Linked DNA regions of Mus musculus: regions 1, 2 and 4 are each linked to region 3. Evidence: chromatin contacts called from public HiChIP or PLAC-seq and promoter capture Hi-C data. All regions are on one chromosome and are shown on one strand. Each heading gives the region's core, a stretch centred on a gene start, on an enhancer-like site or on the middle of the called end of the contact. The rest is flanking DNA. Distances are from core to core; before and after follow the strand shown.

What was found. Promoter capture Hi-C pulls out the DNA fragments that hold promoters and counts their contacts. HiChIP or PLAC-seq counts read pairs in DNA pulled down with a chosen protein or histone mark.
Region 1: an H3K4me3 HiChIP or PLAC-seq map of bone marrow-derived macrophages shows a contact between it and region 3, with 3 times the contacts expected there. The contact joins the promoter of Klhl38 here to the promoter of Rnf139 in region 3. A contact is called at or near these places in 3 of 115 datasets of contacts at active chromatin or transcription factors (bone marrow-derived macrophages, embryonic limb bud and large pre-B cells).
Region 2: a FOXA1 HiChIP or PLAC-seq map of pancreatic cancer cells shows a contact between it and region 3. The contact joins the enhancer-like site here to the promoter of Rnf139 in region 3. A contact is called at or near these places in 11 of 39 promoter capture datasets (the 3T3-L1 cell line, the C10 cell line, the HPC-7 cell line and 7 more), 26 of 115 datasets of contacts at active chromatin or transcription factors (the 230-238 cell line, the NIH/3T3 cell line, the SCID.adh cell line and 16 more) and 2 of 9 other capture datasets (adipose tissue and embryonic stem cells).
Region 4: a contact with region 3 is called in a promoter capture Hi-C map of pre-B cells, with 2.4 times the contacts expected there. The contact joins the enhancer-like site here to the promoter of Rnf139 in region 3. A contact is called at or near these places in 10 of 39 promoter capture datasets (the 3T3-L1 cell line, the C10 cell line, cranial neural crest and 6 more), 1 of 15 datasets of contacts at CTCF or cohesin (the NIH/3T3 cell line), 13 of 115 datasets of contacts at active chromatin or transcription factors (the NIH/3T3 cell line, the SCID.adh cell line, bone marrow-derived macrophages and 7 more) and 1 of 9 other capture datasets (embryonic stem cells).

Annotation. Positions count from the first base shown.
Region 1 is chr15:58,322,796-58,325,901 of GRCm38.p6, forward strand. Klhl38 (kelch-like 38) reads right to left here and starts at 1,374. Exons shown (of 4, transcript NM_177755.3): 1 at 1,164-1,374; 2 at 1-537. The coding sequence starts at 536.
Region 2 is chr15:58,362,225-58,365,234 of GRCm38.p6, forward strand. Anxa13 (annexin A13) reads right to left here. Exons shown (of 8, transcript NM_027211.2): 2 at 1,846-1,924. Among named protein-coding and RNA genes, the nearest start is that of Anxa13, 26 kb to the right of the region's middle. Within about 2 kb of position 1,402, at least 51 of the 459 cell types and tissues checked have an H3K27ac peak or open chromatin away from gene starts, as enhancers often do. A contact at or near this core is called in the 230-238 cell line and pancreatic cancer cells, where this site is marked.
Region 3 is chr15:58,887,336-58,890,693 of GRCm38.p6, forward strand. Rnf139 (ring finger protein 139) reads left to right here and starts at 1,894. Exons shown (of 2, transcript NM_175226.4): 1 at 1,894-2,159. The coding sequence starts at 1,979. It also overlaps a transcript of Tatdn1 not described here.
Region 4 is chr15:58,341,962-58,345,261 of GRCm38.p6, forward strand. Anxa13 (annexin A13) reads right to left here. Exons shown (of 8, transcript NM_027211.2): 7 at 2,964-3,074; 8 at 1-32. Among named protein-coding and RNA genes, the nearest start is that of Klhl38, 19 kb to the left of the region's middle. Within about 2 kb of position 1,395, at least 126 of the 459 cell types and tissues checked have an H3K27ac peak or open chromatin away from gene starts, as enhancers often do. A contact at or near this core is called in the SCID.adh cell line, bone marrow-derived macrophages, cardiomyocytes and 2 more, where this site is marked.

The DNA.
Region 1 (3,106 bases), core at 124-2,623, 570 kb before region 3:
TCCATGGCGCAGAGCTCCTTCAGGTCAGCTGATGCTGCCACCTCTGGGAAGTAAGTCAGGGCCACCTCCTTCGCTTTCTTCTTAAGGCTGTCACAGCTTAAGATTTCTGCGAGTCTGACTAGGCCCAGGCAATTGCTGGGGGCCAGCTGGCTCTGGAGGTATGAGGAGCAGGCCTCAAACACCCGGGGATACTGCAGCATGGCAGCAGCCTCCATCAGTGGGAGGACGTTGGCAGCTGAGATATGAACCTCTCCCGTATACACATACGTAATGACCTGCTCCAGAGTTGTGGAACTGATGCCTTTCATCTGCACTTTGGCCTCTCTGCTCTCCCGGAAGTGGCTGCAGAACATGGCCTTGAAGTAGGGGCTGCTGGAGGCCAGCACACTGCGGTGACAAGGGACCTCCCAGGCCCCGGAGCAGATGCTCACATCAGTCAGGATCTTGCTTTGTCTTAAGCCATTGAGCTGTCTTAACAAGTCAGAGGAGAAGCTGTGGTCTTTGAAGACAACCCCATCTGGTAACTCCTCATCCATCCTACAAAGAAGAAGGGATGCTTCAGACGGAAGCAAAATCAAGGCTTTCTCACAGAGTACACTGGAAGGGTTAGCTGTGGGGGCTCCAAGTCTCATTTATCTATTTACCACTATCTATTTACCAAGACAGTGGAATCACGAACAGTAGACCACATTGTACATCCAAGAGGAAACCACCCTCACCCTAGACCACAGAGTGATCTACTTCAGGCTGTTATTATCTTCAGAGATAAAAGACACACAGCATCTCCAGCTATGCACAGGCATCTTCCAACCAAAGTGAATAGTCAGGGACTCACATATTAGCCTGACACGAGAATAGTCCATGCCTTTGATAAGAAAGGTACACTTTTGTCCAGATTCTCATCAGATTTGCCAGGTAATTCATCTAGGAATCTTTCTGAGGGTTAGTTGCTCACCAAGGCTAGAATTCGAGGGTGTGGTCATCTGGTCACAGAAGTGATGGGGTCACAGTGGGCTGCTGCAAGATCTAGATAGAAGACTCTGGGCTCTTTGGTTTTTATTTTAAAGATGCAATTAATAGAGAACAAAGACCAAACACTTCTGTGGTTTATTGGTGACACTGGCTGTCTGCCTGCTGAGAAATGACATATGAGGGACACTTACCTTGTTTTGCTGCAGTGACATCCACTGATGCTGGGTCTGTCTTGTCCTCTCAAGATTTCTACCTTAGGCTCGGAATAAAACCATAAAGCCCGGGCCTTTCCGTTGGCAAGTTCTCTGTCCTCGGAGAGTTCTGGGTTTGTTTATGCTGCAGGCACTTTCACAGTTTCTAGAGCTCTGTACAAGGGCTGCCGGGCAGGCAGACAGTGTATACATTCCAAGGCTAAGAATAGCCGCATATGTACTTTCCAATGTTATGACATGTGACTTTCCAGTTGCCTTTTGCAGCCACCCGAGGGCCTGCAGGGCTGCGCATGCCCACATGCCTTGTTTCCTTGGCGAGTGTTTACATCGGTATAAATAGAAAGAGAGGAACGCGTTCTCTGAACAAGGCTTTGCTGCCCATTTGGACACATCCCGAGCCCCTTGTCCTAAGAGTGCCTGGGAACTCTAGATGTCTGTAAACAGGTTGCTGTGACCTGTGCAGAATCATTGAAGGCAGCTCTGGGTCACAGTCGAGGTAGCAGGTGCTCATGGGAGGGGCAGAGAGTGGACAGAGCCCTGGGTGCTCTTCAGGGGACATCCATGTAGCACCTCCTGCCTGAGAGGACTTCTGTGAGGGCTCCAGTTTCCCTTTTAGGCTATCAAGGCAAAGGAGCCCAGAGGAAAGGCTCTTTTTGCTTGTTTTTTGCTTGCTTGCTTGCTTGCTTGCTTGCTTGCTTGCTTGCTTGCTTGCTTCTTAAATATTTTTAGTAATCTGTATAGTCTTGTGAAAGTCCTGACTCTAATCAGGCATTCTGTCCCCATGTCTGTCTGTCTGTCTCCCCCCCTCCCTCCCTCCCTCCCTCCCTCCTTCCCTTCCTCCCTCCCTTCCTTTCTCGCTCCCTATTTGTGTATTCTGACTTATAACAACTGTTGAGTCTGCCACCTGCCCCTTCTGGATACCTGCTAACTGCTCTTCAGCTGGGCTCTCTTACACTCAGCCTTCCTTTTCTGTCTCCTCTCACCAGACAGAAGTGAGTTAGATGCAAGGGGCAAGGCACAGTGATCCAGGTGGAAAAAGAGCAGTGGAGAATGGGATGAGGAGAAAGGAGGAGGAGGAAGAAGAGAGGATCAGAAGGGGTAGAGGAGAGTGAAGAGGAGGGAAGGATGGAGAAAGAAGGAAGGGAAAGAGAAAGCAAGAGGGAGGGAGGGAAGAGGAAGAGAAGATAAGAAAAATAAAATGGAGAGGAAAGAAAGACTGAAGAAGGAGGGAGAAGGAGGAAGAGAAGGCAAGGTGGAGGGAGACAGAGAGGGATGGAAGGAAGAAGCTGAGGAGAAAGGAGGGGAGGGAGGAAGGAGGAGAGGGAGGGAGAAAGAATGAGGAGGAAGAGGAGGAAGAAAAGGTACTATAGAGGGAAAGAGGGTGGAAAGAAGAGGAGGAGCAGGAGGACCTGAAGAAAGAAGAGAAGGGAAATACTGGTGGGGGTGAAGAAGGCAATGGCAGAGGCGGTCAGGTCCACAGTAATGAGCGTTGGATCACCAGAAGGGCTGGGGGCGGGACAAGCATGTGTCACTCATCTGGGCACTGCTGTCCATGATTGCTCTAGTCACGAGTGAGCCACATAAAGGCCTGGCTTCCTCTTCCCACATTGCTCAGACTTTTGTGACAGTCCTTGTTTCTAGTTTCTCCACTGTTACTACCTCCACCTTGTTGGCACAGAGTAACCTCTGGGAAGACAAGTCAGGACTTGCCAGGCTCCATGTCACACCTCTGCTGGCTCCCGTGTCAAGAGCGCTTCTTAGGAGGAGGCTGGTTGGTCTCCTGACTCTTCCCAGAAACACACCTCCCACTTGCATATTTTTATACTTGCTTCATCAGACAGCTTATAAGTCCATGCACATATATGTGTTAGTATCTCCACTGGGGAGTTAGGACTGACTTGGCTTCTAAGATACTTGAGGCA
Region 2 (3,010 bases), core at 152-2,651, 530 kb before region 3:
TAACCTGTCATGGCTGCTTAGTGCAAATAAAAATAAACTAGAATGTAAAATACTTCATCTATAATTTTATGTCCATAGTGAGATAAAATGATATTTTGTATAAATTGGGGGTAACAAAAGTGTATCATCAAAACAATATAACTTGTATATTTTTCTCTTTTAAAATTTAGCTTCTTAAAAACTGAAGTGAAATTGGGTGTGGCGGCACTTGCCTTTGGCTCCAGCCCTTGGGAGATGGAGGCAGTAGGATCGGTTCAGGCCAGCCTCAGGTACACAAGTCCAAGGCTAGCCTAGACTACCCTGTCTTCAAACAAAACAGAGCTGGGAAGATTGTTCAGTGAGTAAATGATTTGCTGCGGAGGCAAGAGGGTGTGAGTTCAGATCCCTGGCACCTATGTAAAAAGTGGTCTACACCTGAAACATAGGTGCTCAGAAACTGAAGGTACCCTGGGCTAAACAAGGTAGAAAGTGATGGTAGAAGCCCCCTGACAACAGATTTTGCTTTGCACGTTCACGACCACATAGAGCTGCAGCGTAATTTGCAAAGCTGTATGAGGTGGCCCATACCTATAATCCCAGCACTGAGGAAGGAGGATTGCCGTTATTGAGGCTAGCCTGCACTATAAAGCAAGTCCTTATCTCAAAGCAATATTTTAAGTAGTAAAGTGACCATTGTGACTGTTGGAGAGCTTCCCTTTAGACCTTTAAATTCTGCCCCAGCAGGGATGTCATACAAAGTCTTCAAGTCAAATTATGTCTGTGATCTAGGTTTGCTTCAGTGTGTCCTTGTCCACAGAGGCAAGATTCTATATTTTCTACCAAGTCAGAGATCTCTCAGGTGGCCAAGTGTCTAACAGCTTCACCCTTTGTTTCATAATTTTATGATTTGGGGCAAATGTTTTACACCGAGCCTTTTATTCCCATCTGATAGTCCTTATGATCTCATCGATTTTACAGGCTTGCTGGGAAGAGTGAGCAGAATGATGATGGATGTGTGACACTGAGCTGGACAGTGGTCACGCAGGCACTCTACAGAGGAACAAGCATGTTGGCTCCATTCTGTGGTCACATGCAAGAGGGGCATGAGAACTCTGATTCTGGCACTCAGTAGGTACTCAGCCCAAGTGTTTTTAAAAATAAACTCTAGGTCAAAACAAAACAAAACAAAAAACCAAAAAACAGAAGTTCATATTAAGCATGCTACATCATTACCACACCCAACCCAGGTCTGCAACCCATGGCTAGGTATCTGGACCTCACCACAGAGCATCAGGGACGTCTCAGCTTCCTGGAAAGTACCCTGGAGTTCTCTTCCACTCAGCAAACCTCAGGCATAAACATCCTGAGGCTTCCACACAAGGCCTTCCCTTGACAGCTGTCTGCCAGGAGTAAGCCAGAGATGAGTCAGAGCAGGAGGTGAGCAGGAAGCCACAACCCCTGGTCTTTCCCTCTGATTCCCCGGAGCTGCCACTGCCAAGCAGGGCTTGTCTGTTAGCTGCCTCTCCCTCACCATGAATACAGCTCTGGCCAGATCTGATTCCTCACATCCTCCCATGGAAAAGGCCAAAGAAATTTAGAGAAGATTAAGATGGAATAAACTTCACTTCTAATGAAGTTCCCCATAACTTCAAGGTCTAATTAAATATCACAGGTTTAGCTTCCAATAGCCTCAAAAGAAAAAGTAAGGAGCCCCTTTGATAACTTGGGGACCTCAAATAAATCCCTGGAAGAGATCAGAATCCATATGACAGGCAGGTCACCTTCCTGTCGCTATGGGAAAGTTGGTTATGACATCAAGCTTAATCAATTTCAAAATAAAATAAGTGAAGAAAATGATCTTCCTACCCATTCCTTTGCAGGCTTTGTACAGCTTTTTGGCATCTCGGTCTGCATCAAAGCCGTGGTGATGGCTTCTCTCTTTGGCCTAGAGAGGAAATAATGCGAAGGGTGAGGTGGATAATACAGTTGTTCTTAAGTTAGTTTTGCTGGATCTGACAACCAACTAGAAGATCACACCTTTGTCCACACACAGGGCAGATGCCGCTCTACGAGTGGATGTTTATGGAAATCAGCTGGGGAAACTTGGTCCCCAGAGAGATGGCTGGTACTCCATGGGGCCAGATGGCCTTGGGTGGTCATGGGAGAAGGGTCTTCTCTGTTCTTAAGGACAATTGATTGCTCTGGCTAACTCTATAAGTGATTTTCATAGCAACCCATCTTGTGTGTCCTTTTCTCTCAAACAAAGCCAGTGTCTCTGGAATATATGTCCTCCATGATGGATAGGCCAAGTAGATCCAAGGAGCAGGATTTGTCAAAGCTGAGGGAACCTCATTAAATTCTCTTGCTGGCCTAGATCAGTGCCATCCATACAGGAGAGACATCATTTAGTTTGTCAGAGATTCTATGTGAATTGACAAGGGAGTAGTTTTTAGCTTTTAGTTCTCTGCAAGAGAAAGGTCCTGCTTATTTATTGAGCTGCCTTGTGTTTCAGTCCTTGATTTAATCACCAAATGATGGGTTCTCTTATGCATGCCAATCTCCTTATTATTTTAATAATGATGATGATAATAATAATAATAATAATAATCTAAGTGTGAAGGTTTTCCTTCACTCAGTCAATAAATTTTGTTTTTCCTCAGTTGTTTTAAAAATACACTTTCAGGGCTGGAGAGATGGCTCAGCAGTTAAGAGCACTGACTGCTCTTCCAGAGGTCCTGAGTTCAGTTTCCAACAACCACATGGTGGCTCACAACCATCTGTAATAGGATCCGATACCCTCTTCTGGTGTGTTTAGAGACAGGTACTGTGTACTCATATATGTAAAATAAATAAATCTTTTTTAAAAAAGACACTTTCATTAGCACTAAACTGGAAAGACAATATGTTTGCATACATAACAGATAAACATCAAAGTAACAGATCAGGATTAAAACTGTATAGGTAGGAGGCCAAATCAAATTCTCAAGCTGGTAGCTTGGAGGACCCCTGAGTTCTCTCAACTCTTTGCTTT
Region 3 (3,358 bases), core at 644-3,143:
CATTTTTACTTTAGTGTTTCTGGACCCTCTTCTCTGTAAGAGCTTCACTCTTTTGACTTTAATTACACTGGGGGCATAATAAGAGAGGGATGAGTAGCTAATTTAATCCCTGAGGTTCCCTATGTAAGATTGTGTCATTCTTTCACTAAGGTTGCCTTCCTCTGGGGACGTTGTCATAGCCACAAGGTTAGTCTCTAGCCATGCAGTTTAGGAAAGTTACCCAGAGTTTCTAGAGTAGATCTGAAAAGGTAACCATCTGGTGGTCTTTTAAAAAATAAAATAAACCAGAGAAAGGTCTTGAGTTAGGATGGTGACAGCGGCTATAGGAAGGATAGGACTCAGTTACAGAATTTGGCTGTGGGTGAAAGAAGCAAAACAAACCGAAGTTTTAAGCTTTAAGATACCATTAGGTTCAAACTCTGGTTTTGATTCTTGTTGGTCTGGGGCATACACAGTCCCACCTGTTAGCACCTTTGTGATCTTGCAATTCGTTTTATCTAAACCAGTCTCAACCTTGATAAAACAGGTAGAGCAAATGCCTATCGTAATAGCTGATATAGAGGCTTTGGTAAAAGAAAACCGGGGCCTACAGTGCCTCGTATACAGATGGAAGAGGGGAAAGTGAGCAAACAAAGCCCAAACCACAAAACTGGGTGGAGGTGCCATCTTCCTGCTCCAAACACCTTCCCCCAAAAGGGTTCTGTTAAAGTCTGATAATTTTATTTACAGACCTCCTCCCTGTGCGGGTGTGGGGTGGAGTGGGAAGGGAGGTCCAACTTCTAGAGTCCTGCTGTAAACTGGCTTGTGCGCTTTGAGCTAGGAGCCCAAGTCAACCAGGCTTCCTGGTTTGCGATTTTGTGTTCCTTAAACCAAAACAGCTAAGTCTACAGTTCAGCCTCTGACCTTACTCTCTTCCTTTGCTGGAGAAGGAACAGAGAAACAACAGCCAGGTCATACCAATTCCACTGATAGGCAAGAAAGAGCGGCGAAAGAATGCGCTCAACTCTGATTAAGGATTTATCCAGGACAAGGATAAATCAAAGACCTCAGAGAGTTCTGGGTTCTTGCTCGTAAGTCAGGCTCCGAAGCCATTAATAAAATGTGCATGACCGTCCACGGGGACAGGGAGGGAGATGTGTAAACAGATGCGAGTGTGTTTTTCTTGGCAACACCTAACAACTCAAGGCCAGTGCCAAGTCTGGCTGGGATCGCCCTGTGCAGCCTCGCAGGTTATTTCCCCTGCCATTCCTCAGGCCTGGCCTCTGGGTGGGGAGAGGCAGGTAGGCAGGGCGGCGTCCTCCAGCTTTTCATCTCCCAAGCAGGACGAGGCGAGTTCAAGGGACACTCACTGGGCTCTACTAGACATTTAACACTGTCGGTGCGCAGTAGCCCAGCATCCCACGCTCGGGGCACGCCAACACCGAGGGGCAGCCACTCACAGGCGCTCGGGCGCTGGGACGCGGCGGGCCGGCGACGCGAGCGCCACCCCGCGGCGAGGCGAGGCGAGGCTAGGCGAGCCGAAGCGGGCGGGGACCATGGCAACGCTCGAGGCTCGCCGGGCCCCGCGTGCTGACGCTGCGCGGCGCGCCGGATTGTGACGCAGGGCCGCGGCGCCGGCTCCGCGTTCTCGAGTGACCGCGGGCGCCGCCTCGGGGGCCTCGCAACGGCAGCAACGGCCGAGGCAGGCGGGGTCAAGATGGTGGCTCCGCTGGCGGGGGAGGCGCTGGAGGGAGGAGGAGCCAGACCCTAGCCGGCCGGAAACACCGACGCCCCGAGGCCTCCCGGCAGCCGCTGCCGCCGCCCCCTGCTCCACCGAGGGACGCGAGCGGGCGGCGGGGCGGGCCGGGCCGGGACACAGGACAGGAGGCGGCCGGGGGCGGAGCCACTTTCGTCGGCGCCCGCCCCGGCCGCGGCCCCGGGCCTCCCCCGCGCCGCCCTGCCTGGCCCGGCCCGCCCAGCCCCGGTGTGGCAGCGGCTCATGGCGGCGGTGGGGCCCCCGCAGCAGCAGGTGCGGATGGCCCAGCAGCAGGTCTGGGCGGCGCTCGAAGTGGCGCTCCGGGTGCCCTGCCTCTACATCATCGACGCCATCTTCAACTCCTACTACGATTCCAGCCAAAGCCGGTTCTGCATCGGGCTTCAGATCTTTCTCCGGCTCCTTGGTAAGGACGGCGTAGGGCTAGCCCGCTGGCCGAGGCGTGCCCTCTCCCAGGCCGACGGGAACGGCAGGGCACTGGTGGCACGCGGCTTGGGGAACCACGGTCTGGTTCCCCAGAGGGCCTTTTGGCGGGGGTGCGGGGACCCGTGGTACTCGTGCCAGCGTTGACAGCTGAGTGGTGCTGGCGGGTCTGTGCCCTGCTCGGTTGGCACCTGGATGGGCGAGGAGAAAGCACGGCTGTGTGAGCATGCGGCTGTCTGTCTGCTGTTTCTCTTGGGGAATGACTGCTGGCTTCCAGCGTCCTATGCGACAGCCCTGGAAAAACAGCTCTCCGGGTCTCGCCGTGTGTGACCTTGGACTTGAGCCAGAGCTTGAGCCCCCTGTCTACCCATTTCACAGTGCAGAATACGTTGTCACTTCTGTGTCTTGGAGTCCACCGGATCGTGAAGTACTTGAGGTAAATGGCCACTCAAGCCATGAATGTCAGTCCTTGAAACCATTTCCAAAAGTCACCGCGAGGAAGGTTATACTTACAACGAACCCCTAAACTCTTTCTATGAGTAAATAATAAGGTGTTGGATGTGACTATGAAAGCTTACCATCCCAGGGTGATGAGACATCTGTGGGAGACTAGAAAGATCAGTCTTCATTTCATATGGATTGAGTGCTAAAAGTATTTTATATTTCACTTTCTATTTCTCTCTGTGCTACATACCAGAAGTGAGAAACACATAAAGAGATCTTTTCCAGATAATTACAGCTTGGCAGGTTTTGTTGATGAGATCATTACGATGAGTTTTTAGGTGGGTTCTTGCTATTGAAAGGTTGGGGGTGCGGGTACCTGGTAGTGAGGTCCTGACCAAGACCTTGAGAAGTGCGAGCGCCTCTGCTGCCTTATTCTCCCAGAAAAGGAGCGTCAATAAAGAAGCAGTTTTGTTCTTGGCAGTAACTCTTCTACATTTGTCTGCTAGAAAGCATTCTCACAGGTTTTACCTAATCCGTCGGTCACTCCTCAAAGGTGGATCGTGTTATTTAGACTTTACAGGTGAGGAAATGAGGTTGGAGAAGTTAGGTGTTTGGTTTCTGGTGCACAGCTGGTGTTTGCCAGAGCGTTAGAAAGGCTTCTGGTGTTCAGGGATGGTTCCCTTTTGTTCTTCCTCAGTGTGCGGAGATGCAGTACCCAGCGCTGTGACCCCGCAGTGC
Region 4 (3,300 bases), core at 145-2,644, 550 kb before region 3:
TGGAACTTGGCCTTTATCCCCTGCAGGTCCACCTGTGGGAAGGATGACGACAACTACGTAGGTGACAGCATCCATGGTACGTGCGTTGTAAATGGCAAACACTCTCCTACGCCACCATACTCATTAATTATATCTTTAAACAGCCATCAGGAGCTAGGCTGGCATTATATTTACATTTGGAGGATAAGAAAAAGAAAGCCTACTTTAGCTCCCTAAAAATATGTGTTTCTTTATGTGTGTATGTATACACTTACTCATGCACATATTCCATTCAAATTTTATTTATGGGAGCTAAAATTTAAACTGCATACTTTTTAAAGTTTTAAAAAATGGCTTATTTATTTTTATTTTGTGTATACTAGTGTTTTGACTGCTTGCACATGTGTGTGAGGGTGTCAGATCCCCTGGAACTGGAGTTACAGAGATTTGTAAGCTGCCATGTGGGTGCTGAGAATTAAATCTGGGTCCTTTGGAAGAACAGCCAGGGCTCTTAACCTCTGAGCCTCCTAAACTGCATATATTTTCATTGTTACAAAACATTTTTCTTTTGAATGTCTTATAGGTGTTTGAAAAGGAGTCATTCTGGGCCACAGAGCTATATACAAACAGGTAGGTGGTTTTCCAAATCATAGTTTGACAGTGTTTGGTAGAAGGTAAGATGATTTTCCAGAGGTTTAAAATTAAGCATGGGGGGCTGGGGAGCTGGGGAGCCGGGGGGCCAGGGAGCTGGCTCAGCCATTAAGAACACTGACTGCTCTTCCAGAAGACCCAGTTTGATTTTCAGCACCCACATGGCAGCTCATAACTGTATCTGCAGTTCCAGATAGACACCCAAGGAATCCAATGCCCTCTTCCTGGGCATCAAGCATACATGTTGCATGGATTGATATACAGGCAAAACACCCACACACATTAAATTATATATATATTAAAAAGAAATGATTTCTTCCTTGTACCACATCAGGAGGAATAATGGTTCCAGTTATCACATTTCAAACTGATCACCATTTGTAGGACTTCTTCTGAGTCTAATTCATAGAAAGCTTAAGAACTCGGGGCAGAAGGGACATGGGGAGGAAAACAGACAAAACATTGTCCTGCTTCAGCCTCTTTCAGCTGCAAAGAGGAGAGCTACACCAGAAAAAAAAAAACAAAAAAAAAAAAAACAAAAACAAAACAAAACAAAAAAAAACCTTCCAGACTGGACAAAACAAGTCTTATAGAGAAACAAAGTTTAGTTTTCTGTTTGGTTTTGATTTTGGTTTTGGTTTGAGCTCTGCCTTGCACAGCAGGCCTAGAAACCATAGAGAAGCATCAGGCTCCCCTTCTCCTGTGTGTGGTTGTACTGAGAAAGAGAAGAGCGAAAGGTAGGAGAGGGTCAGGGAGTAAGGAGTTGTTTGCTGTGGATACTGCTCTCCATCAAGAGACTACTGGAGGACAGATGCTGCCCTGCTGGGCGTCCTCTGGCTGGCTGGATGCCCAGCCCTGGGGGAGGGGCAGGATGGAGCAGCTGGCATTTTTTTCTAGTCCAAGTGGAAGATTAGAGGATCCCCTAAACATATATGTGCTGGGCCCAAAGCGGTTCAGAGAGACTGACCACATATGGAGATGACCCACACTCACATGTGGTCCGTTTGGAGATGGAATTGAACATGGAATGCTGACAACCCATCTGATGGGACCCAATCTCTCACAGGGTCTATAGAACTCTGCTGCTCTCAAGAGTTCCCTGGAACTTCAGCAGGGGCTGAGTGGCTGAGAGCTGGAGAGACAAAGAAGGCAGAGCACCTGAAGGGAGGGAGAGAGACTCAGAACTGAGGAGAGAAAGCAAACTCTAGCAGAATAGCAAAGAAGCTGCTCACATGAATAAGGGGGGCATGGAGGAGGGGGAGAAATTCCAGGCACAGAAATAAAAAAACGAAAGAACTGCCTTGCTGCTGTGAAGCTATATTTAAGAACAACGTCAGCTGTTAAGCGCTTGTCGAAAGGCATGGGTCAGAATTTGGGTTGGTACCGCTCCCTCTCCACTGAACACTTTTTAAAAAAGATGTCTGTGGTTTTCAGCTGCTTGACTCCTTTCATTTCGCCAAGGCTTCTGCCACAGCAGCGGGGACAAGCCTGCCACTTCCCCTTCACCTCACTTCTGCTCACCAAGGCCTGACAGCCCCAGGCGCTCTCTGTGACACTTGCTTGCTGGCTGCTTCCAAGTTTCTGCCTACTCCGGCCCTTCTCTTTCCAAGACTCACATTCTTCTCTGAGAGGGGGTGCAGACTGCTCCTTAGGGAGCAAAAGAAGCCCCAGTCTTTTTATATATGAAGTACTAGTATTTGCATTGGAGCTCATAAGCAGATATTCAGTATTCTCTGTGCTGTTAAGTTTGGGTGAGGAAAGATAGTAATTTGAAAAAAAATAAGTGTCTAAAATAGCTCTTTGAGAGGGTCTGGATTGGAAAAAAAGAAGCCAAGAAACTGTTTTGTTGAAATTTTAGTTGGGGGGTGGGGTTGATTTTTTTTTGTTTGTTTGTTTGTTTTGTTATTCTGAAAAAAACTCATCCTTGTAAGGTGTGCTCCGTTAGATAAAGAGAGTGAGGAAGTCACTTGTGTCCTATCTCTGCTTGCTGCGGGGTGACCCCTTTCCAAGGCTCTGGATTGTTTTCCTTAAAATAGAGCTGGGTGTAGCTGTGCTACCTCGGAACAGCTCCAGCAGTTCCTCTTTACTGCGCCACCAGCTCTCTGGAGCCACCGATGACAAGAATAGAAGCAGCTCTCAGTATTGTATCTTAATAAAAGACAAGGAGAAGGCTGAAGTAGAGTCCAATGTGGTCTGCATATTCTGGGAAGGGAAGGGCTGTCTTTGTCTTACGGGGTTTTGAGAAATAGTCCAACGACAACAACAGTAACCAATGACATCAGTGGGAGGAAAAGATGTTGGAGTCCCCTTTTTTAGAGTCAAGTGTTTCTTACCTCTGCTCTGGTCACAATGATGCGAATTAATGTCTCCTCATCTGTCCCCATACCCTTCATGGCCTTGTATAGTAGGTCAGCAAAATAGCCCTCAAGGTCCTGGGCACATCTCACTAGGAGGGAGGGAAAAGGAGGATGTGAAATGTTCTCATAGTTTGTGGGACAACACAGGGAACCTGCACAGGCACAGCATGTCCCAGCTACTTGTGGGACTTCTGGACTTGACAGGCAGAGGTTTGGAAGGATCTGACTTTTTAACTGTTGTGAAATGAGATCTAGAAGGTTCTCTGGGTCAGTATAGTATGCCTCTCCAACCAGAGCTGAGTTGAAACCACTG